2 separate regions of the Anas platyrhynchos genome follow, and region 1 is linked to region 2. A link is a contact called in public Hi-C data. All regions are on one chromosome and are shown on one strand. The core of a region is the stretch at or near the end of the contact, and the rest is flanking DNA. Distances in the headings are between cores, read along the strand shown. Region 1 holds the start of REV1 (REV1 DNA directed polymerase). Region 2 holds the start of MITD1 (microtubule interacting and trafficking domain containing 1).

Region 1 (5,387 bases), core at 1,322-3,821, 130 kb after region 2:
GTGTCTCCAATTAAAATGCTGTCTGGTTTCTACAACAGAGCAGAAAGCTGCTCTCAGGGAGAAGAAGCTCTACACAAACTTGACTCTTAAAAAAAAGAGACATTTCCACAATTACACTGCATGAACTGTTTGAGAATTCCTCACCTGTTCCTCATGCTCTTTTGCATCCAGTTAGATTTGCTCTCTTTACTTTCATCAGTAAACACATGGCACTGTCACCAAACTCTACGTTGTATTCTTGGGGGAGGGTTTCAGCATTTGGGTATTTAGCTCCCTTGCTGCATCTATACCAGGCAAACACACTCTTAAGAGCCGACAGAGATCTCAGAGATAATATAGTACTTTAATTAAAGCAGAAGGATGTTCAATAAAAAAAATCATTCTTCATAATGTAAACAATAGCTTAACAGATTAAATGGGGGAAAGCACATGGCAGGGTCAGGTAAGTTATTCTTTTCCTACATGTCCTGAACAACTAATTCATTAAGAAGTCTGTAATCACATTTTTCCTATGTTCTTGAAACGAGTTTTTGTATTAGAGTCTTTTTTCTTTTTTAATCTTCCTAGTAGCTGAAATGGATGGCAGCAAGATTGAAAATTTGCCATGAAGCTTCCTTAAGACAGAAATCCAGGTCGAGGGATGAGAAAAGACTGATCAAACTCAGCTCCCGCTTACGAGACACTGGCTGCACCAGGCAGACCAGGCTATGGCTAGGTAAGAGGATGCACACCATCCAGACAGACAGACTGGCAATACATTTGGAAGGCCAAATATGAATAATGCACTGAAATATGAATAATGCACTGAAGACATACACTGTGCACAAAAATATACATGTGGAGCTTACTACATTGGCCTGAAATATGTTTTTTTTTTTTTTCCAGTATACTACCACAGCTTTACTTTAAAAACAATCTATCTCCAAGTAGTTAAACAGCAGCAAGTCACAAGGCAGGTGTCTGCACTGAGCCTCTACTAACTGTCCTAGCAATGACCTCCAGTCTGACAGCTTGGGATTATTTACCAACAGGGATTTGGTGCACCGTCCAGTGGCAGAATTGGGCTGAGTGAAAGACAATTATGGTGGGGATGGGCAGCGACTACACGCCTGAGACAAGATGGCAAAGAGAGAATTTGTCAGAGATCTGGATTTCTGCATTAAATACCTTAATAAAACGGGGCTGTTTCACAAATGTATTTTGGCTGTAACCTTTTCATTAGGTGCTGTTGTTGTTCCGACAGGACTGTTTTAAACTGTTGCCTAATTGCTATTAAATATAAGAGGTTATAGTTAAAATTCAGCTCATGCAATTGCAATCTGCTGGGTTTGCTTCCTTGCATTGCACTATCAAATTCGAGATTGGACCTCGACTTTAAATCAAGATCCATAATAAACATCAACTCTTCTTTTTCAGGGAGAAAAACCTCTCATTAACACAAACCGAGCATTTGCAGGCCTTGCCTTTCCAAAGGCTAACATTAACCATAAAGCACGGGGGGGATAATGGAACACTGCAGCACGCACCATGGCTTTCCTATCCCCCCCCCTTCAAAAAAAAATATAATAATAATCGCGTGCTTACGCTCTCACCCTACCCTCGGCTCTCAAGGTTTACATGCCATCCCCGCGCACCTCCCTCCCATCAGGGGCCTTTTGCTGGGTCAGGCCGGCGCTGGCTACGTAGCAAAACACAGCAGCAGCAGCAGGCGGGGAAAGGGGGGAAGGAGAGGGGGGGGGATAGAAGAGGCGAGCCCTCCGTGCCCCTTCCTCCCCCCTCACAATCAACGCAGGGCGCAAAATCCGCAGCCGGCTGCGGGTGGGGGGGGAGGTAGGAAGGGAGGAGAGGAGAGGAGAGGAGAGGGCGGCGGGGCTGCGACAGGGCTCCCCCCCCCCTTAATTTATCCCCTCCCCTATTTCCCCGCAGTGACCCCTCGCTGCCGACCCCTCCCCAAACACCCCCCCCCATACACACACACGGGTACCCCCCTGCAGGTGCCGGCGGGGGAGGGGCACCTGAGACCCCCCCCCCCCCAAACCTCCCCCTCCCCAAACCCTAACACCCCCTCCCCAATCTTTAACACCCCCCCAACCCTAACAAGCCCCCTCAGCCCTCCCCCTCCCCCTCCCCTCCCCTCCCCCCTCACGCCCCCCGCCGGCGGTTACATAACGCCACCCCCCCCCTCCTCCTCCTCCTCCTCCTCCTCCTCACCTCCCTCCTTCCTCCTCCTCCTCAGGCCCAGGCCGCAGGGAGGGGCCCCGCAGCCCCCCCCCCCCCCCCCCCCCCTACTTCCCCCCCTCACGGCTCTTTTCCTCTCAGGCCAACCGCCATGGGGGCCTCGCCATGACGGGGGGGGGGGTGAAGGCAGGCAGGCAGGAAGGAAGCAAGGAGCCCGCAGCGCCGCTCGCCGCTCACCTTCCGCCGCCTCCCAGCCGCGCTGTGTCGCCGGCCGGGGCTTCACATGGCGGCTGCCCCCGGTAACGGCCGCCAGCCTTCCTCCTCCTCCTCCTCCTCCCCCCGCCCTCCCTGCGCGCGCGTCACGGGAGCGCCTCGCGCCACCAACGGCCGCCCGCCGGGCACGTGACGCGGGGCGGGGCGGGGCGGGACGGGCGCGCGCGGCTCCCGCTCCCCTCCCGCTCCCCGCCCCGCCCCGCCCCGCTGAGGGATGGCCGCGGGGCGGCGGCGCCCCCTGGCGGGGCGCTGAGGGCGGCCCCCTGAGGGGATGTGCCCCTAGAAAGGAGGCCCTCGTTCCTCCTGCTGCTCATAGGAAGCTTGTCTGTGGTTCATTTGGCTTTATAAAGAGAAAATGGCTTTATAAAGAGAAAAGTCCCGCAAATACACATTGGTACAACCCCAGTCACGCTGGCTCAAACCCCAGTTTGCCCACCAGCCCTCACGTGGATTCAGTTTCAGCAATAAAATGCATCCCTCTTTGTAACAGAAGCCCTTATCCATAATCGTCCTTCCTCCACCTGCGTTGTCAGAGCACGGAAATGGCTGTCCCGTGCTTTAGAAAAAGTTTTCAAGGGTTTTCCTGCCCTGAGCTGTGTGAGGGAGCCAAAAGCCTTAGCACTGGCCATACCTTTCCCCTCACCTCACACTTATCAAAATGTCCACATAGGCTAAGGAAAAGTTGAGTCCATGAAGTTCATGTCTGAAGACTGAAGTCTGGTGCCCCTCAGGGCATGGTTTCTTCATTGCACTTAGAAAAATGTTCAAGGGAAACCTAGCACCTTCATGCGAAAAAACAAAAACAAAAACAAACAAACCACAAAACAAACCCAAAAACATTTATTTTTTACCCAGAATTTTAATGAAACCGCTCTCGGTCCTTGCCAGTCTGGAGCAAACCAAGTGTTCCCAGTGCTGTGTGAGTGGATGTGCGCGTTACTGCTTCCTTCCAGAGCTATTTCTCTAGGGGGCAGTTGTGGAGCAGAAAGGCAGAAAGACAAGTGGAACGGGGATTAATTTAGGTTGGCAAGAGCAGCTTTAAAATGGTTAGTCAATGATTATATTTTATTTTTAAATAGAAGCTGGCATATTAGCAAATTATAAGAGGAACCAACAATTATTTAGGGAGGCATGTGGGGACGGCTGTTTAGTTTTGTGAAGTAAAGCTAGGGTAAGAGTTAACAGTGAAAAAGGGTGAAGTAGCCATACAACACTTCCAGCAAAGATTACATACAATTAGTTAAAATAAGTAAAAGGGAAAAAGTACAAAAGTTTAGGTAAAGGGACAAATATTAAAAGGAATTATTTTATTCTGTGTCTTGTAAAGCCTTCATTTTGCACTTCATCTGCACTGGCAGGCTTCTAAGCTGACAGAAACATCTTAGGTTATAATAGCCAGATCAGGAACCGGGGCATAGGCTTACTCATTGTGTAAATATTTACAGGGTGAAGCCCAGCTTAAAGCGTGTTGACTTCAGAAAAATAATTCTTTCTATCTTCACCAAGTTTGGAATCAAATCTGGGGCTGGGGAGAGAAGGGCAACATATGTACAGGCCTCAGTTCAATGGGACTGTGTTCTTAGCTGGAGCATCTCAGTGAGGTGTTACTGGCAAGCAGCTTGTCCGTATAAATCCTACTGTATGAGTTAAAATTCTGCTCCAACAAAAACCAAAGAAGTAATTTCAATCAGTTCAGCATGAGGGAATTTCAGGTGAAGTATGAGAGACTTCGTGTCATGCTACTTGCAGCCTGATACAGGAGACATGACCTAGCAGTGGCTGCAGATGCTGTGAGCTTTGAAGGCTGTTGTCATAAATACAGGACAACTTTGGGCCTCCTTGTGCCAGGAAGGGCATGTAGAGCCGCTAATTGAAGGCCTGTCCTCACACTGATACTTCTGTGTGTTCCTTCTACTCTTATTTCCCAGTTACTTGATTGGTCTTGGGCCATCATAATACGAGGGCCAACAGGGACTCAATCCATTGCTATGACACAGAAAGAGGAATGGGGATAACTTAGCATTGGCCATGTTTTTCATGTTTTTCACAATTCACATTGTACTGATCTATAGTTAGCTATGTTTTAGAGGAAAAAGACTGGCAATGACTTGGCCCTGCTAGAGCCATGGTGATCATGAGGATGGCTCACCATCCTCATACCAGCTCCAGAGGCTAAGTAAGGTGAAGCTGACTGGCTACCAGTTAATGTTCTCTGCTTTTCCATACATCACTGTCCTGCAGCTTCTCCAGCTCTTACTCCATGCCAGCATCTCCTAGCAGACCAACAACCAACTGGGAACAGCTGCAAGGCAGCAGACAACACCCCATTTCCTTCTCATGCCCTATAGGATAGACCCACGGGGCGGTCTGGGTTGGAAGGCTCCTACACCTGCCTCACCTGGACAGCATCTAACAGGGAGGTGAGAGCAAGACGTGGGCACCTTCCCCATCCAGCTGAGCCCTCGCCAGCCGCTGCTGACACCCCGTGGAGCCGGGCAGGGGCTGCAGGCTGCTGCTGCGCTGCCTCTGCTGGCGATCCGCAGGGGTCGCCTTAGGCTGCACGGCTGGAAACCCCCCCCCCGGCCCCCGATTTGAAGCTGAGGACGTGCTCAGCAGCAGTCTGCTACGTCTAGGTAATTATGAATGACGGAGGCTCATTTCACAGCTCCTGCAATGCTGTAGTAACGCAGCCTGCTGTAGCGATGCCTTAAATATTGACTTGTAAAAAAGCTGCAGGATTATTGCAGCGGTTTCCTGACCAAGCACTATTGTTTCATGGTAACCGTTGAAAAATGCTGTTGTAAAAATCCAATCTGCAGCGTTTAGTTCTGGCATTAATGTGTTACATAAGGCCTGTCACTACGTACACATACATCTTAGCCATGATGCCAATTTTCTCTAGCTCCTAAAACACAATGCAGTCAGATATTTTTAGA
Region 2 (5,311 bases), core at 52-2,551:
TAGCTATATAAGCTGTTTGAAAAGGAAAAAAAAATATATTGACACTTTGTTTTTGATGGCATTTTCAACAACAAATTTTTTACCAAAAATATCTTTTTCATTTAAGATCCGTCTTACCAAGGATTTGTTAGACTTATCAAAGAACTCTGAATGTATGAGATTACTTATATTCAACTATCACATTTAATTTTTCTCTTAATCTGTGTTTTCTGCATCAAAGGCATCAAAGCCTTTCTCTAACAAGTTCGTGTAAGTAAGAATAAATTTATATTTCAGTTTTACATACATACACACGTTGCGTGTGTTTGTGTGGTGTCACCTGAGAACGGGGAAAAAGAAACCAAGATCTATGCACTTACTTCATCATAGGAAGTGAGGAGGTGGATAGTTTTCACTTTGCATGGCCCCTTAACCAGCATCTCACAGAACCGTAGGAAGTTATACAACTGTAAAAGTTTTGTTTAATTTAGTAACCTGGATTTTTTTGGTTGTTACATGCATGTGCTATGCTGAACATCCACTTGCCTGATGAACGTGCCTAATGTATGGGTCCTCCACCCAAACTTCAGAAACTATCTCGGTCAGATACTCTTGGAAAAGCTTTTCATAGCTGTAACCTGTTGCATTTTCCTCTATCCTGATTTGCTTATGGTATTTGCCGTCTGAAAAAAAAAAAAAAGGATTTTTCAGTAAAGACCCCGCCAGAAATCCCACATTAACCACCCTGCCCACCTGATGCCGGCCAGTTAAAGACGCACGGGTCGGTCTCAGCTCCCCACCTTGTTTCTCCTTCTCGATGTGCTTTTTAATGTCCTCAGCCCTGGTCATGTACTCGGATATTTTCTGCCGGTAACGCTGCTTTTTTGCCTCATCCTTTGTGCCTGCGAAGCCAAACCGCGCGGGTCGGTGCCCTCCACACCTCGGCCACCCGGGCACCGGCACCTCCCGGGGGGACGGGGCTGGGGACGAGGACTGGGAGCGGGATGGGGACGGGGATGGGGACAGGGACAGCGATGGGACCGGTACCTTTGACCACCTGCAGCAGCAGGTCGATGCCCTCCTGGTAGCACACCAGCGACTCCTGGAAACGAGACGCCAGGTCCAGCTCCACCGCCCGCTTCACCGTCTCCGCACCAGCCCGCTCCAGCGCCGCGGTGCCATCGCCCCCCGCCCGCGACATGGGGACCGGGAGGGGTCCGGGAGGGGACGGGGACGGGGACGGGCTGCCGGGGAAATGGAAACCGAGGCGGGGGAGGGGGCTGTGCCTCAGCCTTGTCCTTCCCCCGCCTCGGAACTCGGGCGCAGCGGTGGCGGTGCCCGGCCGGGGAGCTGCGCCACGAAATGGCGGCGGGGCGCGGCGCCGTGGGGGTGGTAGCTGGGTGGAAGGTGCCCGGGGGTCCCTGGGGGCTGTGAGGGGCTGGTTGGGGTCCTGAGGGGTCTGTCGGGGTCTCTGCTGGCCGGGAAAGGTCGGGGTACCTCAGTGTCGGGGTGTTTTCTTTGCCTTCAGCCGCCGCGAGATGTAGTAAATGCAGGCTGCGTGCACGCCGAATATGAATTTAAGCGGCTGTATAATCTGCTGGAGGGTGTTGTAAGACGACAAATTACATGGTTTTTTTAATATATAATGTTTTTTTTAGGTGCTGGGGAGGAGGGCCGAGGGGGTAGCGCCCGCAGTCTGGGCCCGTCAGATGTTCACCAGGTCGAGGATTCCCAAGGAGGTACGTGCTGCCCTGGCTGAGGACGCTGAGAATTAAGCATCAACCTGCTTAATTTGGGGCTGAATTCTGTGCTGTGGCACATTTCTGGAGACGTGGGTAAATGGCTCTAAAACCAAAGAGACTGGAGGCTGGGTTTAATTTGTGTTGTAGCTTGTCTTTCTGCAAGATACCCTTTAGTTTCACTTTTCCTAAAATCATTCGTAAAGCCTGTGGAAAAACTCACCGTTCATGGGCTGAACAGAGGTGCTTCTGTCAGATACATGTGGATGAAGTGCTGTTGTGGGGAGCTGGGGTCAGCCTCTTCTCAATGATAACCAGTGATAGGACTAGAGGGAATGGCCTCAAGTTGTGCCAGGGAGGTTCAGGTAGGAAATGAGGAGCCATTTCTGCTCAGAAAGAGCAGTCAGGCACTGGGACGGGTTGCCCGGGGAGGTGGTGGCGTCACCGTCCCTGGGGGTGTTCAAGGAGAGGTTGGGCCTGGTGCTTGGGGACATGGGTTAGTGGGTGACAGTGGTGGTAGGGGTGTGGTTGGACCTGATGGTCTTGCAGGGCTTTTCAGCCATAATGATTCTATGGTTCTACGTATCTCCATGCAGTCGTATGGCTTAACTTCAGAGTCAATGCATTAATCTGCAAAACATTATAAAAATATATTTTTAAAGTGTAATAATAATTCACATGTTTAGAAAAACAGTCTGTGACACTTTTATTCTAGGTATTTCAGCCACGGCCTGGAGATCATGAAAAGTATGGAGGCGACCCTGAGCAGCCCCACAAAATCCATGTTGTTACTAGAATAAAAAGTGTTATTGGTCGCCCATATTGGGAAAAGATGATAATACATAATCTTGGACTGGATAAGGTATTGTGGTGATGGTTGTTGTTCATACTTGTTATGCATGTCAAATATGTAGAGAAATAGGGTAGAATTCAGGTGTCAGGTTTTTTGCACATTTGCTTATTTGTAAGGACTTCAATTTTTACAGTCACTAAGCTTCAATTTCTTTACAGCTACTATAAAGTACAACTGAGAAATGGATTATGTATATAAGAGCTGAACAGTAATACACAACTATTATTTCTCTAAATCTAAATTTGCATATATGGTTTATATCTTTCCTGATAGTGTGGAAAGTTCAGTGAACAGAGATTTGTGCTTTAGAAGTGTATTTTGAAAACCTCTGCTATCCTTTATAGGCACATCAACCAAGACTGCACAAAAATATTCCTTCTGTGAATTCCAAACTGAAAGTTGTTAAACATCTGATCAGGTTTGTTAGCTATTTATTTTATTTGGAATACTTAATATAACTCCATTCTAGTCACAGAACCTTACTAAGCAAACTCTTCTGCCTTTAGGATACAGCCGCTGAAACTACCTCATGGATTGCCAACAGAAGAGGAAATGTCAGACACCTTTCTTACGAGCAAGGGAGAGCTTATCATTAGAAGTCGTCTGAAACCTGTAGAGCAGAAAGAAATTAAGTCATAAGGTGTGCTGGTTGGATTTACGTTCTCTCAAATAAATAATTTAACTCCTGTGTTCAGTGTTTGTGTATGAAACGGAAGCTTAATTCTTACCACGTCTGGTACAAGTGGCAGAGATGATGCTGATGATTAAAAGATTTGCGGAAGGGTTACGTGTGTACAAATATAAAATTCAGTGTTGCTAATGTTTGTCTGAAATACTAGATGGCTGGGGTTTTTACTTCATGTTTGAGCATTTTGATTAGATTATTGCAGTTTATGGCCAGCTTTTAGAGACCTTTATAAAGACGATTAGATAAGCAGGAAAGTAAGCAGAATAGATGTAACTAATGATGGACAGTGCATTTCCCAGCTATTAGGAAAGGTTTACAATGAAGGTGCATGACTCTACCTTTACTGTACTAAGAAAAGAACAGGAATTGAAATGGCTTCTGTTCAAAAGTTACTTGAGAACTGACTGGGTATCCATGGACAGCTTAATTTATTGAGTCAGGCTTTGTCATTCAGGTATCAAACTTGTTCCTTAGCAGACAGTCTCATCTGGCTTCACATGTATCTTAAAATAGGGACCTGAACTCCCCATTTGGGAGTGACAGAAGGAGCGATTCACATCTTGCTAGGTTGTACAGTTTGTCTTTCAGGAAACACGTCACTGCATACGTGTTTCTTGATTCTAAGTGTTTAGTATTAATAGCCTAAGAGCTATAATCTGTGTGAAAGTTAATGTTTTTCTCATGGTAATATTGCAGACCTAAGAAATCTGGAGGCCCTAAAGCGTATCTGTTTGATTTAGGTTAGTAATTATGAGCTCCAAACATACAAAATAACACCTTTCATGGGATTATCTTGAATAGTACTGTGTGCAATGATTTAAAGACTATTTCTGTTTACGGTTTAAGAGTTGTTGTCAAAATTAGGAAGCTGCTGCTGTATCAAATGATAAAGTCATTTGCATTCCAGCAAGCATAAATCCCATAGTTTACCACGCTGTGAGTCTCTCCCATGCTAGAGTCACTGTAGAGGAGTTAATCTTAATGGCTGTGTGTTGTGAGAACATCAGAGGGATACAAGTGGCTGAAAACGAATGTTTATCCTTTCTGCATGCTTGCAGAGAGGAGTAAAAACTAGTAGGAGTTCAAACAAATAGGCATATCAGTAGAGGGACATAAAAACTAGAGATACTGCGTGCAGGAGAAAGACAAAGGATAGGCGTAGTAGTACACTGAAGAGTGCAATGGTTCCTGCAGACAGGCCAAAGGCAGAAATGCAAACTTGAGCTGAAAAACCTCAATTTTTCAACAAATTACAGGCTGCAGTCAGAAGGACACAAAAAAAAAGACTGATCTCTGCCAAAAGGATATAGAATAGCAAGGAAAAAATGAGGCAGGTAAATGGATGTTGGTTTTCTTGCTTCCCCCTTCCTTTCAGTATCTGCACAGCATCTTGTGCTGCAATGTACAGTCCGTGTGGTGATTTCTGTGTTCCCACTGAGTAAAGCTGAAATTTCAGCCTGGAAGGACATGTAGTGCATCCAAAGTACTGAGCATGCTTAAGAGATGGCACAAGTCCTGGCACCCAGGAAAGCAGGCACACAGTCTGCTCACATTGGTGTTGAGGGACAGCAGGTATTAGGCCTTTACTAAGAATGGTGGCCTAGAGTGACAAAGCCAGGATCTCAGCCCTTACCGAGCATGTTCGGGATTGTGTCCACAGCGCTGCAGCCTGGTGAATCCCCAACAGAGGGAGCACTGCCAGTTACACGCAGCATGTATCCAGATACAGGATTCATTACACTGCAGGTGCTGCAACCTTCGAAAGTACTGAAAAGAATGTATTAATGAGCAAGCTTGCTTGGCATTGTGCACAATTTACAAAGCTTTAGGTAACTACCTGAGTTAAAGCAGAGCTAATCACTGCTTCCAAAGTACAGAGAAAGGACAACATTTTAGACAGTACCTGTTATTATTCCACGGTAAGATTTAGCTTAAAGAGGTGTCTACTGCTGACAGGCTGGCAGTTTTCATGAAAAAGAAGATTGTGCTTAAAATTTCTTAATGTATGTGTAAGTTTGAATGTTCCTCAAATTTGCTTCAAGGTCACAACAG

What was found. A called contact is a pair of places that touch in the nucleus more often than the background predicts.
Region 1: a contact with region 2 is called in a Hi-C map of subcutaneous adipose tissue, with 1.9 times the contacts expected there. The contact joins the promoter of REV1 here to the promoter of MITD1 in region 2. A contact is called at or near these places in 3 of 8 Hi-C or Micro-C datasets (liver, skeletal muscle and subcutaneous adipose tissue).

What each region holds. Positions count from the first base shown.
Region 1 is chr1:140,027,208-140,032,594 of IASCAAS_PekinDuck_T2T, forward strand. REV1 (REV1 DNA directed polymerase) reads right to left here and starts at 2,572. Exons shown (of 24, transcript XM_038173211.2): 1 at 2,416-2,572.
Region 2 is chr1:139,894,554-139,899,864 of IASCAAS_PekinDuck_T2T, forward strand. MITD1 (microtubule interacting and trafficking domain containing 1) reads right to left here and starts at 1,302. Exons shown (of 7, transcript XM_005013433.6): 1 at 1,027-1,302; 2 at 780-881; 3 at 526-662; 4 at 360-446. The coding sequence starts at 1,180. It overlaps MRPL30 (mitochondrial ribosomal protein L30), which reads left to right and starts at 1,240. Exons shown (of 5, transcript XM_027446367.3): 1 at 1,240-1,386; 2 at 1,638-1,718; 3 at 2,434-2,580; 4 at 2,916-2,989; 5 at 3,078-3,265. The coding sequence starts at 1,342. The coding sequence ends at 3,210.